Linked DNA regions of Triticum aestivum: region 2 is linked to region 1. The links are chromatin contacts, called in public Hi-C maps. All regions are on one chromosome and are shown on one strand. The core of a region is the stretch at or near the end of the contact, and the rest is flanking DNA. Distances in the headings are between cores, read along the strand shown. Region 1 holds the start of LOC123160623 (fructose-1,6-bisphosphatase, chloroplastic). Region 2 has its middle 84 kb from the start of LOC123161601.

What was found. A called contact is a pair of places that touch in the nucleus more often than the background predicts.
Region 2: a Hi-C map of leaf shows a contact between it and region 1, with 3 times the contacts expected there. The contact joins the enhancer-like site here to the promoter of LOC123160623 in region 1. A contact is called at or near these places in 3 of 5 Hi-C or Micro-C datasets (all in leaf).

Annotation. Positions count from the first base shown.
Region 1 is chr7B:660,108,472-660,113,593 of IWGSC CS RefSeq v2.1, reverse strand. LOC123160623 (fructose-1,6-bisphosphatase, chloroplastic) reads right to left here and starts at 1,250. Exons shown (of 3, transcript XM_044578441.1): 1 at 812-1,250; 2 at 47-443. The coding sequence starts at 1,210. LOC123160622 (putative protein FAR1-RELATED SEQUENCE 10) reads left to right here and starts at 1,290. Exons shown (of 5, transcript XM_044578437.1): 1 at 1,290-1,533; 2 at 2,975-3,560; 3 at 3,659-3,871; 4 at 4,244-4,508; 5 at 4,969-5,122. The coding sequence starts at 3,394.
Region 2 is chr7B:660,354,126-660,359,145 of IWGSC CS RefSeq v2.1, reverse strand. No RefSeq gene overlaps it. Among protein-coding and RNA genes, the nearest start is that of LOC123161601, 84 kb to the left of the region's middle. Within about 2 kb of position 2,510, at least 8 of the 8 cell types and tissues checked have an H3K27ac peak or open chromatin away from gene starts, as enhancers often do. A contact at or near this core is called in leaf, where this site is marked.

The DNA of each region.
Region 1 (5,122 bases), core at 1-2,500:
CTCTTTTTCTGTAGCGAGAAATACTGATATACTACATCTTAGTTACCTCTGGGGGGTATTTGCATGGAAGGATGCGTCAGAACAAATTCTCCTGTAGATCTATCCAATGTGAATCCATGGGTTCCTGCGCCGAAACTGATGCAGAAAATAGTGGCAGATGAATACAGGACGTATCCAGCAGCGACCAAGCGAGAGCCGCTCTGCAGTGAATTGAGCTGAGCTTTCTCCTCCACAGGGAGCTGGTCGAGTTCCACCAGCCTGTCGTATATCCCGAATATCGTTCCAGTGGGGATCGACACCTCGATGTTGCGAGAACCATCAAGCGGGTCGGTGACAACAACGTAGGGACCGTCGTCGCACATCCAAACGGGGAGATCGTTTTCTTCAGACGCCACCACCGCAACTTTTCCGGAGCTTTGGAGCGACGACAGGATGATCTCGTTCTGGATTGAAAATGAAGTTAGTATTCAGGTTACACGAATCTACTGCTGTTATTCATGCCAAGATGCATATGTTCCATTGGAGATACTCAGACACAGTAAGAGCAAAAACAGTGAAATTATTGTGGAAACTGACGGTCATTCTTGAGACGAGGTACGGTTTTTGAAATGAAGCAAACTAATCTAGTAGCAGAAATTTGTGAATGTAGATAAATCTAGTAGCTAAAGCATTTCACAGTCCACAATCCAAACCCTACAAAATTCAGCTCGCCAATTCAGAATCCAAGAATCTAGTAGCTAAAGCAGTTCATTCATTCAGAATCAACCTCAGTACGACACCAAAATAAAACACCGGAGGAAGCGGCACGCACCGACAATTCGTCGAGCGGCTTGGGCGCGTCGCGGCCGGCCGCCGCGGACGCGCCACCGGCAGCGGCCGGCTTGGCCCGCGAGAGGTCGGCGTTGCCGGGGGACGCGACGAGCGCGGCGATGCGCTTGCAGGCGGCCTGGATGTGGGCGACGAGGACGGCGAGGTCGGCGGGCGCGCCGGCCCGGCCCATGTGCTCGAGCAGCGTGGGGTGCGACGCCATACCGCCGTCCCCGGCGCCCGCGCCCGCGCGCGGCGGCCGGGCGAGGAGAACGCTGCTGCTGCGGCGGCGCGCGAGCGCCGGGAGGCGAGGGCGGGAGGGACGCGGCGGCGGGCGGCGGTTTGAAGTTGGCGGGAGCGGGAGCGGGAGGGGCGGGCGGAGTGTGCGAGGGGATAACGTCATGGCCGGTAGGTGGTGCTCGATGACTGACGATGGCGACGACCCGTGGGAGAAACGCTCCTTCGATCGCTCTCCTCCGCACGTTCTCCACTCCTTTTTGCCCCCCACGAGCTCCCCTCTTTTCTCCTCCCATGGCGTTTTCTATCCCCGGAGGCCGGAGCCAAGCCTCCTCCTCCCGGCCACCGTGACACACCTCGTGGCGGAGTTCGAGCGTGCGCCGTCGATCGAGCCCCGATCGACGGCGGGGCGGCGACGGATGGGTCCTGGGTCGCCCGATCCAGCTCCGGGGCGCCCGGACCGGCGGAAGGCGGCGCTTCCGGCCAGAGGTCAGTGGAATTGGAGAATTCTTTCGTGTGATCTTCCATATATACGTCAATATACACGGTGGGATTCTCAAGTCAGTGCAAGAAGCAACTGCTGAGGAAACTGATGGTATTGCGTCAATAGCATAATCATACTTGAAAACCGAACCACCATGAAAGAGGTAGAAATTGTTCGCTACAAGTGTGAACGGTGTTACATCTTTTTCATGGCTGGCCTATCTGCTTCGGCTCAAGCATGATTCTGCTATTGATGCAATACCAACAATTCTTCAACAGCCGCTTCTCGCAAAACTCGAGAACCCCTAATTCCCACGAGAGCTCCCTGATGAAATGATGAAATGCTTCCACGAAATAATGAGATGGGTTGAAAACTGGCTTGTTTCTAATGAGAAGCTCCACAAGCATAACTCCAAAACTATAAACATCACTCCTCCCAGTCAGTTCATACTCCTTGTCTAAGTAGCCAATCCTACCGTGCATGTACAATTGTTGCCACAGGAGTATGTTTCGAGTGATAGAGATCTTAAATCACCCAAGTCAGATACCTTTTTAGAAAATTGTCATGTAACAATATATTGGCTGATTTGACATCCCTATGGAGAACTGGCACTGTAGCAGCTAAGTGGAGATAAGCAAGAGCAGTCGCAGTTTCTACTGCAATCCTAATGTGATCATCCCATGAAAGCAAGAACCTAACAATCGCTTAAGTGTGTCAAGGACATAGAGTGTTCCATTAGATATGAACTCATAGACCAGCAAAGGCACCAATGTTTCAAAAAAACTAATCATAGACAATTGTTCTGGACTGACTTCCGAAGTCAAGATAAAGCATCAAACCTGGTGGATATATACCGGCGTTCTCAGGCCATTTGCAGTCCGAGCTCTCGTTGACTGTCGTCCTGCTAATGGTCGGTGCAATATGTTCTCACTGCCATGTGGTCCTTCCCCTCGATCTGGCGCACAGTGTCGCGGGATCACCTCGCTGACAGGTGGTCCTTCCTTGGACACAGAGGGGCACGGTTCATGTGTCTTAACTCTTAAGCGGTGGCTTCATTTTGTTCCCCTCTGTCTATCTCTGGTAGGCGGTCCCTTTCTTCCTGGCCCGCATGTCGATCTTCTCTTCTGGTGTGTGGTGGCTGGCAGATTGGGCGGGTGTAGGTCGGTCAGGTGACACTTTCTTTCTTCTCCCTTTATGTAAGTTTAATTTTCTCCAAAGCTTAGCAGGATTGAGGTGCATTGGTGATTTCAGGATGATATGTCGAATTGTCAAACCCCTTTGTTTTTAAAAGCTTTATACCACAAATTTCAGTCATGGTCAATTTATTGATACGGTCCAGGATGATATGGTCAATTTCACCCATACCTGCGGGTGTGGGCATAAACAATTCTTTTCCAAGATCATTTCATCATCCTAAATAAATCCATGCTCATTGTACTTTGACAGATAAATTGTTTGATCATTTTGTGTTCATCAAATGTCACAATACAACAAGAGATTCAAGGGAAACAAGATACATGGGCTAGGCTATCTGATGTGTACAGATAAATTCTTTTTCCAATATCATCACAGAAGACAGCAAAAAAAGGGACGCGGAGTATGTGATGGCGAGCATACAGGAGCTCGGTATCAGGGACGTCCAGCATTGCTATAAGATTCGGAGCATTTAATGTCTGAGCCACTCGGCTGGTCCAGCGGGAGCACGGGAAGTGAAGATATACTGAACCATACACATCTGACAGATGGGGCAGGGTTGAACGCCGTCGACGGTCCCTGGATGAGCCGTGGCTCGACGTTGTCGCCAGCGTCCTGATCCGTGGACCAGGTACGGTGGTTCCCGCTAGCGCCGGCAGTGCACGCAGTTAATGCAGTGGTTGGGCGACTCGGTGGATAAGGAAGTGAAGTTGGATTTGTGTCTTATCGCGGTGGAGGGAGAGGTGGAGACATTGACTCCGGCGACGGCGAGTGGGCGGTCCGGCGATCTCGCAGGTGTTCCGCCGAGCATGGAATTCTTGCTGCAGCCAATAAACAGGTACGGATCTGCGTCGTGAGCTATTCTTTGCCATGGTTCTGCGTTGAATGATTAGAACTCTACATTCTGCCCGTGAAAAATTTGTGTGGAATGATTAGAACTCTGCTTGAGGAGGTCAATGAAAGTAACGGGACAATGGAGCCCGTTCGGTTCCCAGTGGCCGCGCCGGCGGAGATTCCTGCTCCAGCCCCGGCCGGGTCAAGTGCGGACGGCCAGATCTATCGGCCGGAAGCATCAGGCGGGGACAAGGCTCAGGGGTCAGAGCACTCAATAGAGCAGTTGGACCCCAAGACGCCAGGATGGATGCAAAGGTACTGAACCCCTAGCCTATAAATTGCATGAGGATTTTGTAGTACCATTCTGCAATCGTTTGGATGAGTTCTGCAAGTAGTTACAGATGAAAAGACGCTGGAAAATTATAGATAAGGAATTTCATTTTGGTTATGGTAAATACATGACAGAATGACTATTTTAGAATTATATGATTGAATCAGATTGACTATTTTTAGAAGATATGGTTGAATCTGTGTCGGTGAACACTCTGAAAATGATGGAGGATGAAAATTGATATCAATTGGCTGTAACTGACCACCATTTGGTTCAGTGGTGTTCATATTATCTAACTGAATCAATTGACTGTAAGTAAACACATGCCTTATTGTCTGTGTGATGTGAATGGGCAGGGTGCGTGTAGGTGCTGCTGCTCCAGGCAGGCCTCCTTGTGCGGACAGGGTCACGACGCTGGAGAAGACCGTGAGGGAGTTTGCGGAGCATCCAAGAGACATAGTTATGATGCCAAAGATTGGAACCAGTTTCGACACCCTCGGAGAAGCATATGACTTTTACAATTTGTACTCATGGAAGAAAGGATTTGGTATTCGTTACAGAAAGAGCAGGCTGAATGTGAATAGGACGAAGTGTATGCAAGAGATCGTGTGTGGATGCGCGGTAAGCTGAATGTTATAACAGATTTATATTCCCAATAATTAATGATAGAAGACCTAAATGGTGTACAACTTTATAAGATATATTTTCCATTTTCATACTACTGAAGTGTTTCTGATTTCTATTGAGTAGAAGTAGACCAGTTCACCATGTATGCGTAGCTGTTATCTGTTAAACCAGATACATCCTATTGAACTGTCTTATCTGAATTTTCTGAATGTGTACTGGTCATGTTCAGCATGTATCTGTTTTGTTAGAGTGTAAGATGGTCTGTGGTGCGCATTTTAATTTGGTGTCGCTTGAATATGAATTTGTGCGGACTGAAAATATTGGATATTTGCTTCTTATGGCTGAATACTGAAATTGGGCTCTCATATTGAATGGATTTATATTGCCAGTAAATAAATTACATATTACCTGAATTGCACGTGACAGAAGCTGACTTGTTAGTTTGTTTCGTCAGGGCAAGCCAATCGTTGAGAATACTCGTTCGTGCCGGTGTGAATGCCCGGCCCTCATCAGACTCCCGAGGACAAAGGACAATGGATGGTACATAGCAGAGCATCGAGATGGGCACAACCATGCATTGTCACAAACGTATGGCCAGACAATACACT
Region 2 (5,020 bases), core at 1,261-3,760, 240 kb before region 1:
GCACATGCACCCAATAACTACACAGATAAACCTCCGCTTTGTCTCCATCAACGGCACCATAGTCAGCCGGATCGTCCTGGCCCAGGGCTGTGATTTTATCGTGCCACATAAATTAACTCGAACACGAGATTTTTCTTCGAGTCGCCTGAACAATTACCGAACAAGGTTTGCTGCAACATATAAGTAGCTAGAGTGATAGATAAGTTTCTCGACTTTGAAAAAGGAGACATGCACTAACACATATCTTGCATGATACTATATCCTACCATGTAAAATACTACCTATGTACCGAAATACTTGTAGCTGGTCCCCAGCTACAAGTATTTCTGTACGGAGGGAGTACATTCTTTGAAACAGTTGGTCGCGATAAGTATGTACATTGCCCTGTCACGGGCATAACCGCTCGACCTGCAATGTTCGGAGATCTACTGAGAATAATATCATGAATCTTTCAAATGGCAAACCCTCGAGCAGCAGATATCCCCCGGCCACCCGCATGAATCTATAGGCATAGTAGCTCAAGGGCAGGTTGATGGTAGCCTTTGGCTCCCATTCCAAGCCATCATCATTGTGTTGCAGGACGGCGAGCCAGAGATAATACACATTGTTGTGCTTTTTGATTATGAACATGCCAAGCCTCTCTCTCCTTCCCTTGCCATCTCCACAAAAGTTGCACGTCGCGATATATTTGATCGTGTCGATATGGGAGGTTGATGCAGGAGAACTTCTGCGTGGTCCGGCGCACGTCAAGCATGAGTGCGGGGTGAACCACCCATCAACAGAAGCATTCGTGCACGTAGTTTTGGCACCGCGACAACCCACGTAGTTGTGGCACCGCGACAACCACGACGGTGGCTGGCTTGGCCCGTTATTTAAATTGCTCTAGCCGTCCAACCTAAGAGTGTGCCATTCTCATCCGGCGTTAGAGGACGAGAAGACCATGAGGATCAGCTCTGTTGTGTTGCACCGTGTCGGGCACATCACTCTGAATGGTAGTGCCGAGACATTGTCGTTGGCACCGCGAGGAAGAGCAACCTCTTCCTCAACCGAGGAAGCAAGAAAGGGTTGAAAGTCTATTGCCTCTGATTCATTGCCGAACGATGTGTCTAGGTCCACGGGGATGGCAGGAAGCACGCGGTACCATCGATGCAATGGATCACTGACGGCGAGGCAGCAGTGCAACACACGCCTACTAATATTGTTTCCCTTCTTGAGGTGCTCACAGATCATCCACGGACCAGGAGGTGGGAGGAAGGAGTGTGAGAAGTCGGTGGTGCCCGTGTCTACGAACGCTCAGGCAGCGGCGGTGGATGGATGTGGCCGCTCGACGGGGAGGAAGACGTCGGAGACAACACCGAGAAGGGATGGCAGGTGTTGGGCATGGAGGCGAAGGAGGAAGCAGGGGTCGATGACGACCCGATGGAAGGCGGGGTTGGACACACAGGCACAAGCAAGGTCGGCGGTGGAGTCGAGAAGGAGTAAAATCTGCATCAAGATGTCATCGCACTCCACCGCCGCAATGGAGTAAAATCAGGCAACATCTGCTTTCAACATGATCTGGAATTTATGGCATTCCTTATTTGGCGCTTCAGGCATCCATTTCTATTGTTTTCGCAGACGGGCACTCGCACACACGTCTAGTTGGGCCGGCCCATCTTTCTTTTTCTTCCTGTTTTTTCTAACGCGCCAAAAACCCTCAGCGCGTGGGGCGTGATTTGAACCGCGACTTCCTGTTAACTGCACGCTGCGCTAACCCATTTTTATTTGTTTTCATCTTTATTTTTTCTTTTATTCTTTCTTCTTTCTTCTTTCTTTTTAATTTTTTCTTGGAACGGTTTTGATCGGTTTTTTTCTCGGAACAGTTTTTTCTGTTTTTTCCTTTTCTTTACTTTTTCCTAAATGAGTGATCTTTTTTTTGAAATCTATAAAAATTTCTATAGAATCAATGTTTTTTCAAAATGGTTGAACTTTTTTAAAAATCAATGATTTTTTCTTTAGAATTTCTGAACATTTTTTAAATAAATGACATTTATCTAATTTGTTTCACTTTTTTAAGTTCGATGAACCTTTTTCAAATACAGAAAAATTTCCATTTTTGTGAACTTTTTTCAATTGGTACAAACCTTTTCAAATTTTTAATTCCTTTCAATTCGTGGTTTTCATGATTGCTTTTTCCAATTTATGTTTTCTTTATTAAAATAATTGAGATAATTGATATTATGCCCCTAGTTGGGTCACACTGGACAGGTTTACCCCTATTTTTCCAATATACTCGTTCCTGCCCAAACCACTTTGCTTCTCTTGTGTTTTTGCCCTTCCGTCTCAATTAGTCTGGTCAAAGGCGTTTGACTGTTAGAGAGACATTTTTCTGGACAATGTTGCCCCTCCTTACAACTCCTGTTAAAAGTCAAAGAAAAAAAAACAATGTTACACTTACATGTGGGACCCGATTAAATGCAAGAGAAAAAACATTCCCTCTCTCTTCCCTGTGGGACCCACGCCCCCATCCCTCTTCCTATCTTCTTCCTTCCCTAGCTCCGGCATGGCTCCCCCGTTCACCCCGCAGCCGGTCACCCACTCCAGTGCCTCCCCGACCTTGAGCCGCGGGACAAGCAGCTGCTGCCCATTTGCCCGCCGCCAGTGCCTCCCCAACCTCCATCCCGGTCAGATCCGGTCCAACCCGAGCCTCCCACGACCGGATCTGCCGTCTCTACCGCACCCCATGCCCCGCGCCGATCCTGGCCTCCCCTGCATCGTGATGCCGCCCTTTGCCCAAGGATCGCCGCCGCCCCTTGCCCAAGGATCCCCGCCGTCCGTCTCTGGACCCACCTTGTCTCGGTGGCTCTGGCCATCCGCGTCAAATCTCGAGCACTCCAAGCAAACCTCGCCGTCAACTACCTCCAGCGACGCATCAGATCGAAACCTCCTGCACGCCTTGCGGTGGCGCTGCCGATGCCACATCCATCACGGACGAACATCGTTCCCTCGAGGTCCAGCGTGTGCTCAGCGAGGGGTTGGCTGCCCCCGCCATGCAGTCCCTCTGCGCGCCGGTCGGCAGAGCTGGGCGGTGTCTGGGGTGGGAGAGGGAGGTGGTAGTGGGTAGCGTCGACGGCAGGTCATGCGTCATCGGCAACACTGATGCGGTGACACCAGGATGAGGAAAGTGAGGTGTTTTGGGAGGGAGAGAGAGAGTGTATGTTTTCTATTTTTTTTCTTTTGCTTTTAGTTGGGCCCCACATGTAAGCGTTACATTGTTTTTTCTTTGATTCTTAACTGAACTTGGAAGGAGGGGCAAAATGGTCCAGAAAAATGTCACTCTGACGGTCAAACGCCTTTGACTGGACGGAATTAAGACGGAAGGACAAAACACAAGAGAAGCAAAGTGGTTTGGACAAGAACGAGTATTTTCAAAAGGTTGGGGAAAACCTGTCGAGTGTGACCCAACTAGGGGCATAATATCAATTATCCCAAAATAATTTATAGTGGGCATATAATGCTACAATATGTTTAATATTTTACTGAAAGAACGGTCAAATAGGGTTGTTTACTCTAGTAATCGTCAAACTGATCTTGGTCAATGTGCATTTTTTTTTTGAGCATATCTTGGTCAATGTGCATGGGGATTGACATTGGCGTCCGGAGTTTGAGTCCCGCTTCACCCGAATAAACGTTAACGTTTTCCTTCGTGTTTTGCTTTTTCGCTTGCTGGGCCGGCCCGCTGTGTCGCGTGCGAGCGCCAACAGCGCAAACCGGCGCTTACAGCACTGAATAGGAGCTCCCAGAATTTATCCTAACCGGCTTACATATCCTGGTGTGGCCTTCCATCTCAGTTGATTTGTCAATACTAGTCGCATCTCAGAATTTTATGCAAAATACTTTAAGATTTGTCAATGCATCTTTCCCCGTTTCTGTTGCTTCATAACTCATTTTTTATTGGACACGGCCTTCTCAGTTGATTTTTTTTTGCGAGGCCTATTTTCCGGGCGCAGCTATGTGCCGTAGCGACTTTTATGAGAGGGTCGCCTGCATTATAGTTCATGAGTCTGGGAGCTTCAATTTTGAAGCTCACAACCTCGCAAAAGCATGCTCTAAATTTAGGGGCTGGTTGTCGTTTCTGGTTAGGTCAACCGGGAGATCTCTCTTTTATCGCTGTAAACATTGTTATTGAATAAAGCTTGGCGAGTTTGCCTAAAAAATGTGTGTTATTTTATTGTTTTTTAAAATACTAAATACATAATATTATGAAGAAGTTGTTCTTTTTATTGCTGGAGGATATGAGGAAGTAAATTAGAAAGTTGTATTTATTAAAGTGTTGAATGGACAATAAAAAATGTACAATAGTGTAACAAATGTTCCTACAATTCAACAAAACTATTTTTGACATTATAAAACTTGTCACACATTTCAGAAAAATGTACAGGACATTTTTCTAAATAAAATGTTATGCGATGTAAAAAATATTCGTGTAATTCAAACAAATATTTCATACCACTCAAAAAACATGTAAGTGATATTTTAAGAAAATCATGTGCTTCATAAAAAATGTTTGTGACATTTAAACAAATATGCAATGTGTAAAAATGTTTACATACTATAAGTAGTTACATCGCAACAATCTTCGGTACGCTTTTCAATTTCAATTTGGGTTTTATGTTAATACACATAATAGTGCTCCAGTTAGAACTGTTCTAAGCAGGACATCAATGATGAAGTACGTTACCTCTTCAGAAGCGACAAGGGAGGGCGTTTGGATTAAAGAGTATCTTCCAGAATTTAGTATGGTTTCAAAATGGTTGAAGTCAATGGAATACTATTGTTTCAAGATCGTACCCCTTAAGCTACACAGTGTGAGGAACCAAAGGTCCTACCAGTGATTCAAATAGATACAAAAGCCAATTCAACACAATTCTGAATGTTGCGAATGTGTTGGACAGACCAAACTAACTTATATACTAATCCTTCATTTTTATAAGAGAAATAGTAAAATCTTGATCATAATAATGTATATCTTCAGTTTGCA